2 separate regions of the Drosophila melanogaster genome follow, and region 2 is linked to region 1. Evidence: chromatin contacts called from public HiChIP or PLAC-seq data. All regions are on one chromosome and are shown on one strand. The core of a region is the stretch at or near the end of the contact, and the rest is flanking DNA. Distances in the headings are between cores, read along the strand shown. Region 1 holds the start of CG9967. Region 2 holds the start of Tmtc1 (Transmembrane O-mannosyltransferase targeting cadherins 1).

The links. HiChIP or PLAC-seq counts read pairs in DNA pulled down with a chosen protein or histone mark.
Region 2: an H3K27ac HiChIP or PLAC-seq map of the Kc167 cell line shows a contact between it and region 1, with 3 times the contacts expected there. The contact joins the promoter of Tmtc1 here to the promoter of CG9967 in region 1. A contact is called at or near these places in 2 of 107 Hi-C or Micro-C datasets (the S2 cell line and embryo) and 1 of 6 datasets of contacts at active chromatin or transcription factors (the Kc167 cell line).

What each region holds. Positions count from the first base shown.
Region 1 is chr2L:2,355,493-2,359,614 of dm6, reverse strand. CG9967 reads left to right here and starts at 2,259. Exons shown (of 6, transcript NM_001272994.1): 1 at 2,259-2,537. It overlaps eys (eyes shut), which reads right to left. Exons shown (of 14, transcript NM_001032399.3): 13 at 2,684-3,184; 14 at 671-1,925. The coding sequence ends at 1,738. Rab5 (Rab5,) reads left to right here. Exons shown (of 6, transcript NM_164476.2): 6 at 1-49.
Region 2 is chr2L:2,675,454-2,679,575 of dm6, reverse strand. Tmtc1 (Transmembrane O-mannosyltransferase targeting cadherins 1) reads right to left here and starts at 1,842. Exons shown (of 8, transcript NM_205893.3): 1 at 1,519-1,842.

The DNA of each region.
Region 1 (4,122 bases), core at 1,010-3,509:
TATATAAATTATATATACACATATGAAAATGAAGGAAAACGAAAACCACAAAAAAAAAAAGAAAACCAATTATGCATACTTTTAGATTTTTTTATTTTTCAATTTCGCCTTGCGTTGAACTATTTTCCACATTCTAGCAACAATCGAAGATTTAATGCTACTATCTTTAAACGTAAACGAGAACGGAGATACTATCGTAATCCATAAAAATTAAACTTACATCTAGTATGCAATTAAGCGGAGAGGAAGTAAAGTGAATTAAAATAAATAAATAAAACAAATCGAACAACACAATACCGTAAACAACTTGTTTAAATCGTTCCACAAACATCAAAGATCCGATGCATATTTCTTTCCAATTCGTAATTTTTATGTTGTCTGTATGTATTTAAATTTAAAATTTATAAATTATAATAAATGAAAACATCGTATATACTTATATATATATATATATGACTGCGTATATACATATATGGTCATTCGATTTGAATCGACAATGAGCTCACAATCGCTTTTGTATTATGGGTTTTCAAAATATTAGCTCATGGCTTTATAAAAAAGGTAATTTAACTTTTTTTTAGCAGAGAAGTTCCTTTGCGGCGGAAAGACATTGGAAAATATGTTGCATCACCACTTCCCAAGACTCCCATGAAAACATAAGGCAGATTTTAGTTTATTAACTTTTCTAATTCCCATTTTTTTATTTGAAATTATAACTGATTAAGATGTCTCTCGAAATAAATACATACTTAACTTACAGTTTTGGTTACAATTTCCATTTGGTTTCGTATTGTATAATTGTTGTATATATATTTTTGTTTGTATCTTTCCGCTACTTGGTTTTCCATTTATAAGAATAATTATATTGTATGACCGCATGGATTTTCGCACGCGTCTTGATTTGTTGTTAGATTAGTCGACTTCGAATTGAGTTAGTTCAAGATAAATTATAGAGAGTATACGCTAACTTACTACAAGGCAACTAAATGGCTTCAATCAGGAGTGTTTATGCTATTTAACGTACAGGGATAACAAGGATTCGAATATCCAACTAGCTAAATTAGGTTTAATAATTTGAAAAACTTAGAATGACAGAAGCGAGGGCAGTTTTGTAGTCTTAGTTTAGAAAGTTGAAGATATAAGGAGAGATTTCGAGTTATAACACAAATGCTAACGATTGCATAACAAAAGGCTGGATCAACAAAAACAATATACATAGTGATAAGTTAAGTTGCTTTTTGGATCCTTCGTCCATAATCGTTATTCCACATGAAATATCACTTACGTAAGAGAAGTTAATATCTGTATCTGGTATCGGTATTTTCTAGATTTATCTCCTAATCTAAAATTTTGTCTTAGTTTTGCTCTTGGTATTGTTTTGATAAACCAGTTAATTTGTCATTTGTTTCCACGGTTTAAGTCTAAACATTGTCTTTTTTTCGTTTTTCATTTATTTCTATAAAATTTACAAAATTACGTTCATTTCTCGTCTTATTCGTCTGTCATCTTCTATCGATAGCTTTGCCCAAAAACTGTGTGTATATATTGATTCCGGCGAAGGAGGCTCCCCATTCGCCTGCTTTCCATATAAACTCGCTTATCACTTAGCTTACAAGTAGTGTTCTCTCTATCGTCAATTAGATTCCCAAGAAGTTTGCGAGTCCTGAAAGTCCAGATCGATCAAAGTGTTCCATAGACTTGTTACTCCGACTTTGTCCTTTCCTTTGATTTCGTTTCCTATACAGTAAGCGGCTCATCGCCGTGCAGATCACAGGATCCAATGTTCTCGCCCTGGTACGTCGAGAAGTCGCTGATAATCGCTGTGGGCTCGGCTCCGAACTGGATATCCTGCAGGCAGCCCTTGAAGGGATCGAAGAAGCGACCCTTTGTGCGCCTGCTCACCGAGTCCGAGTTGGGAAAGCCGCCTGTTTGGGATGCAAAGAATAGAGCATTTGTCAATTTGAACTTGAATTTGAATTTGTGCTAGTGCTGGACAAGGTGTAAAAGTGGCAGTTAACAGCAGTCTGTTAGCTGCCGCTTAACAGCATAGATTCATGTTTAATAAAAGATGAACAATTCGCTCAAGCTTTTAATGCTAAATTTCATTTTGAATTTAAATGAAAGGTAAGGAATTTATATATTAGGGTATTTAATTAAGTAATAATAGTCAGTGTATCTATTAATTTATGAACAGCTGATATGGCTTAAATACCTATCGAACCAACAGCCGCCCAAAGCAAACGAGTTGGCAGCCCAGTTAAAATCAGTGTTTATTCGGATCGCGAATCAAAAACAACTTGCGATTGAAATCGAAGTTCGAAAAGTTAGTTGTAGCTAACCAGCTTTGGCCAAATGGTATCAAAGAGACCTGGATCGTTGTGCTCCGGGTTTTCCCTTCTCAAGAACCGAATCAACCGAACCAGCTAAAGTGAACTGAATGTCTCTTAATTGTGCAATTGTTTGTTTAAAGTGCATGTGAACAAGATACGCTAATAAAAGTCTTCGGATCGGTGGTAAACTATAAAACTATAAAACCGGTAAGTCGATCATCATTATAAGTTTATGTCATAATTAATACAACGCTGTAATGGGCTTAGGATCACATAATATCACATAATGGGCAAGATTTTGCAAGCTACACCTGTTTGATAATATTATAAAGGTCATAAATAAATAGACTCACCCAAGTAGAAGACATCCTCGTAGCTAATTGTTGGCTCCTTGCTCGAATTCTTGCGCCTGCCCGCCAGAGTGCTTCTCGGCGTGGTCGAGCCCAGTGACCGTCCGCCCTCGGGCAATCGCTCCGTGAAGATCACCTCGCCGTCCAGCTGCAGCTCCAGCCTGGACCGGTCCAGCAGGACGCTGGTCCAGTGCCAGGCTCCGTCGGCTATGAATCCGCTGGCCGGAGCACGGACCGTGTCGTTGGTGCTGCCCAGGAGGTTGCTGGCCAGCTTGAGGTGGCCCGCCTCCAGGCCCAGGCCGAGGAACTTGCTCCTCTCGTGCTCGCTCCACAGGAGCAGTCCGTCCGGTTCGATGGTGGAGAAGTTCAGCGAGACTTGGATGGCTTCGCGGGGGCGGACGTACAGGGAGGGTCCCCGCCGCTTGTCTTTCATCGGAATTCGCGGCGGCGGCAAGATCAGGTAACTGTTGCCACGGAAGCTCGGCGTCGTCGGCTTGCTCATGGCTAGAAAAATCCGAAAGAGTCATAAGACATACATAATACTGCCGCGGGGAGGGAAATGGGGAAGTTGAAGTCGAATGGCGTTGCATTAAACATATTGCATGCGGCACATAATTAAATTACAGCATCAGCTTGCCGCTGCAGCTGCATTGTTCCTCTTCGTCGCCGTCTTTTGTTTCACTTTATGTATCTGAATCTTAATCTGAATCTTCATCTGCAGACCCTGATCTCGTTTATCAAACTCAAACCGTTTTCTAATGCACTACCAAGTACCTGTTCTTTGACAAGAAAAGCGCTTTTGGCCCAATCCAAAGAACTCACAACGAGTTGTATATTTAATTACTAAGAAAACAACAGAATGATATTTATCAAATGTTCAATTTGATCTTTTGTTGCCTTTTTCTAGTTGCACAGTGCTCACTTCTCCCATTTGTCAGCGTTTTCTTCAACTTCACTCACTTTCCAGTTTTTTCTGCCTATGAATCATCACGTTCTTCATCAGGTTCTAGAACTCGAAGCACACATTAATCTTTATTATCGCGCGGTTATTAATTTTCTATACACTTTTCCCTACAGTTTCTTCACCCCCTTTTATCATTTTGTCTATCACCTGTTCGCTTTCCCTGAGTTCTTGATTTTCATGGATATAGCTCAGGCTTTTCCTCGTATTCCTATTTTCTCTCCATTTTCCCTTCACCGACTTGCATTTCTTCAATTTCAACTTCAACTTGCTTGTGTGGCATGTTAATTCACAATTTGCTAATAAGTGAAAGGCAGACAGCTGGATGAATCTCCACATAAAACATTCGATGGATAAAGAAATAGCAAAAACGCATCTGCCGATTTCGTATAATCAAAAGCTTGTTTCGCAGATGGTTGATTAATGTTTCGCTTGGTGTCATTATAATTTTGAATAATGTTGCAGTGTGAGGGGATAATAA
Region 2 (4,122 bases), core at 593-3,092, 320 kb before region 1:
ACCAGACATGTTCGAAACTTTTTATCAAAATTTCAGTCCACGAGAAACAAGCGGCGAACATAAAAGTTCATCACACTCGTATCGGTAGCGAAAAACTTTGCCGCTCCTTATGGCATATAGAACAACACAGAAATTGTTGCTATTTAGACTGTAGAAATCACTTGGAAACTAACAAAGTACCATAACTACACGTACCATCGAAATGGGAACGGAGTGCCAAAGGACTCTGGAAAATCAGCATAAAGTGTGCCATGAATATGGTAAGACGAGTAATTGAGGGGCATCTGAATTGGTTCTGCGATTCAAACAATATCCGGTTGGCCCCCTTCGAATGAGGAGTGGCTTTGTCTTTGGCTTATGGCAGCAACTTTAGCACTTAGTGCCAGGACTCCCCTTCGGAAACCCACTCCGCTGCAAAGCGGTCGAGCGAGTGTTCTAATCCTCTGGCCGCCACTTGTTTGCTGGCGAAACAAGTTTGCACTCAAAACTCGTAAATAATGGATGGAAAAAAGCGCAACCGCACCATTCATAATGGAAAAAGTTGCCCGGCCACTTGAAACTATTGCACAAGCCCCGAGCTGGCCGAGCTGGAAAGGATTCAGATGGGCTGGCTGCTCGATCTGCCCGCCTCGTCCTCCTCCATCACGGATGCATTACAGTTCCGGGGAAGCTGGGGTTGCTGGAGCTATGCCTGCTGCCGGCGTTATTGTCATGTGTACAGTAAAAATAACAAATAACAAACAGCAACCAGCAACCAGAGCGTAGTGAAAGGAATTGCCAAGAAGGAGGTCCTCCGACAGTGGTGCTAACTCCACTGATTTCACGCCAAATTTAACTATTTTAATATCAAATTAAATAGCCATAACACTACCTAAACTGAATTAAAATAAGATTTTACTGGTTCAGAAATATCTATTCCTACATCCTCTTAATTTAAGGAAATGAGTTAATGGCCGGATTTAAGCTGTGGTGCGAATTCTGATGCATCGATAGCCGGGCACCACTGGCTGCGGTGGTGGTGCAATGCCCGTGCTGGCTGTGGCCTTGGTGCGGTTTCCAGGATTCGGGAGTGGGAGTGGGAGCGAAAGTGCTGGCGGAATGGGTGCCAAGATAGCCAGCTTGTTTGGAAGCCAAGGTTATAGTCACATTTTTAATATGCTGTCTGTTCCGGTGCTGGACGTTGTTTATGATGCGCATATCCAATGGCATTCCGTGTTATTCCTTACGTACGTATAGATGTGCATGCCTGGCTATTTGTGCCATAAATTAAACACTGCCCTCGACTTTAAAATCCCATTTCGTATTCCGCAGGATGTGCGAAGAGAAAGTCACCGAGCTTTAACTTTAAACTTGCCTTATGGACCGTGTGAAATATGGTTCACTTCCCCCGAAAGGTGGCAATAAATTGAGATATTTACGAACTCATCTGTTGTAATTTAATTACGTTTTCACAGAATTGTGTTACAGAATAGGACCGACCAATTTCGTATTGATTTCCATGTGAGTGCAGCGCCTTACCTTCAGTTCATTTACTTTCCGTTTCGAACTTGAAATGCGGCATAAGTTAAGGCCGGAAAAGCGGAAATGTGCAGCACACAAGCTAGGCGAATTATTGCAATATTTTCACTTTAGTGTGCATCTTGTGCGGATTTAATTCGATTTAATTTATGTTGCAGCATGTTCTGCACACATTGGCATTGGCATAGACCGTTTTGCAGTTTCAGACTGGGTGGAATTGCCACCCCCCGAACTCGTAAACTCGTGATTTTTGGGCAGCAAGCCGGCGAAAACCGATAACGTGGCGTCGTCCACACCACGCGATTCGAGTGCAGCAGGCAGACTAAATTCACCAGCAGCGGCAGTAGCGAGTGACCCGAGCGGCAACGAACGAACCCACCCCCATCCACCACACCCCACGGAGCACCGGATAATGCACTGCGCAGAAGCGCGTTTATTCACTGTTATTGTGCTGCTAACCAACAGAGGTGAGTTTCTCACTTTCAATTCTACCCATACACTTTCGACATTTTTCTCTTTTAGATAGTTAGCCACTTTTTATCCGCTATCTTAACAGAAAGTCCCCTCTTGCTATAATTCTGTTAACAATTTAAACGAGGGCTGCTAATCCGCTGTTATTTATGAAATGATTTCACGTACTTTAAACTTAAAATTAATAATAAATAATTTTTTTTCAAGGAATAGAAAGAACATTCTTATTATGGTAAAAATGGTATAAACCATTTTACAGCTTTTTACCATTTAATTCGTTGACTGACCACAATTATTCTTGCTGTCTTCAAATCCTTTAAATCACAGACTAAGCACATTTTAGAGCAATTTCGCCAGGCTTGCTAATAAGCTTTCAGATTTGAATAAAGGTTTATTCGCTTAAGACCGCACATTAGCATAAATTTATAAATCTGGATTACAAAATAGTTCCCAGCGTGTGGTTAATCCAGCCCACATAATCTCCAGCCCCACGCAATTGCAGTTGTAAAGTTGAGGGAACAATGAAAAAGATAATGCGAATACCAAATTGGATTCAATTAAATTAATTTGCATTTGTGGCATTTTAATGGGCACACTGGCATATGCAGCTTACAGCCTGAGGAAGACGGAAATGAAGTTTGATAAGTAAGTGCCTTGAATTATATGAAATGAAACCCAATTAGTCTGGCAAAAAACCAAAGCGAAACTACGATTTCACATGCCGACAACAGTCGTCAGTGCTGTTCGCCTGGCGTTTTGAGTTTTCAATTTTCCCGCATTCTCAGATATATTACACTTGTATTTTACATAATGCAACAGCTGGCTGGAAACTGAACCACCCAAACCACCCAACCACCCAACTCATCCGATCCGACTAACCCAAAGCGCTGGCTCTTATGAAGTTCAACAAATTATTGTGAATGGGGTTTTTTTTGTTTTTTTTTTGTTTTTTCGGGGTTGATTTGTATGCAGCGCTAAAAGCTTGAAAAATGTTTTACCCGCACGTGTTTCCTGCGCTTTGATAGAAAAACTCTCACACACCCGCAGACACACATTCGAGACACATTATATAAATAAAATGGGAAAAGAAAAGCACAACAATGAAATGCCATCCAGGCTGGTGGGTGGGGCGTTGGTATTTGGTGGGTGGTGGGTGGCGGGTGGCGCTGCCAGCGACAGTCACATTACAATCTCGGGCATTGGTGGCAAGTGGACGGAGGATTGAAGGACCCTTATCCCCCAGATGGTGACATTTTTAGAGCGAGAGCAAAAAATTGTGGCAATTTTTATACTTGCTTGTGGGAGTATTTGGAAGCTAAAAACGTAAATTGAAATCAGGATAGTGAGTGGACAGTCTGACCTAGGTCAAGTTACCGCAAAGTCACAAAATATTGATAGAAATTAAGTGAAAAGATATTAATAAAAAATCAAAGACTCAGATGTAATCTATTGAATAGGGAGATACTTACGAAACATCCGGAATTCGTTGCTCTTATGGCCAGGAATGAACTATAAAATACCATTGTTGTGGAAAGGATTTGATGGCTAGAAGCGAGGGACATTACGACTCTAATGAACGACTGGGCCAGGCCATAGCCATCTGATTTTTATGTAAGCATTCGCATTTGGACGGGATCCTGGGACCCCTAGATCGGGACATGCCCATGTGGAGGACAGGGAACATGGCCCAGATTTATGCATCCCTTACCGGCTTACTGTTAACTTTGCAGATTTCCCCGGTTGGCTGACGACGGGCTGCATTTGCTCCAAATTGAATCCTGCGAGAATGCGCGAGACAAACATCTAAATTGTCAACGTAATGCGACAAAATATTGAAGTCAGCAGGTAAAGCCACCTGACACATCCTGGCCATCCCTGTATCCCAGTTTCCCAGCATACCAGCTTCAGCGTATCCCAGTGCGACTCAATCCAGTTGGCGGATCGGGAACGGGAACTGCCAGGCACGAATTCAATTTCGCGTCCACAGATGCCATTCACCTTCGGCACGTACGACTATCAACGTCAACAAGTTACCAGTGGGCGGTGGGTGAATGGGCGAATGGGCGGCGTCTGCGATTGGGGCGTGGCAAACTAAAGTGGAAAACAGCAGTCAGACAATACAATTGCTTCCTT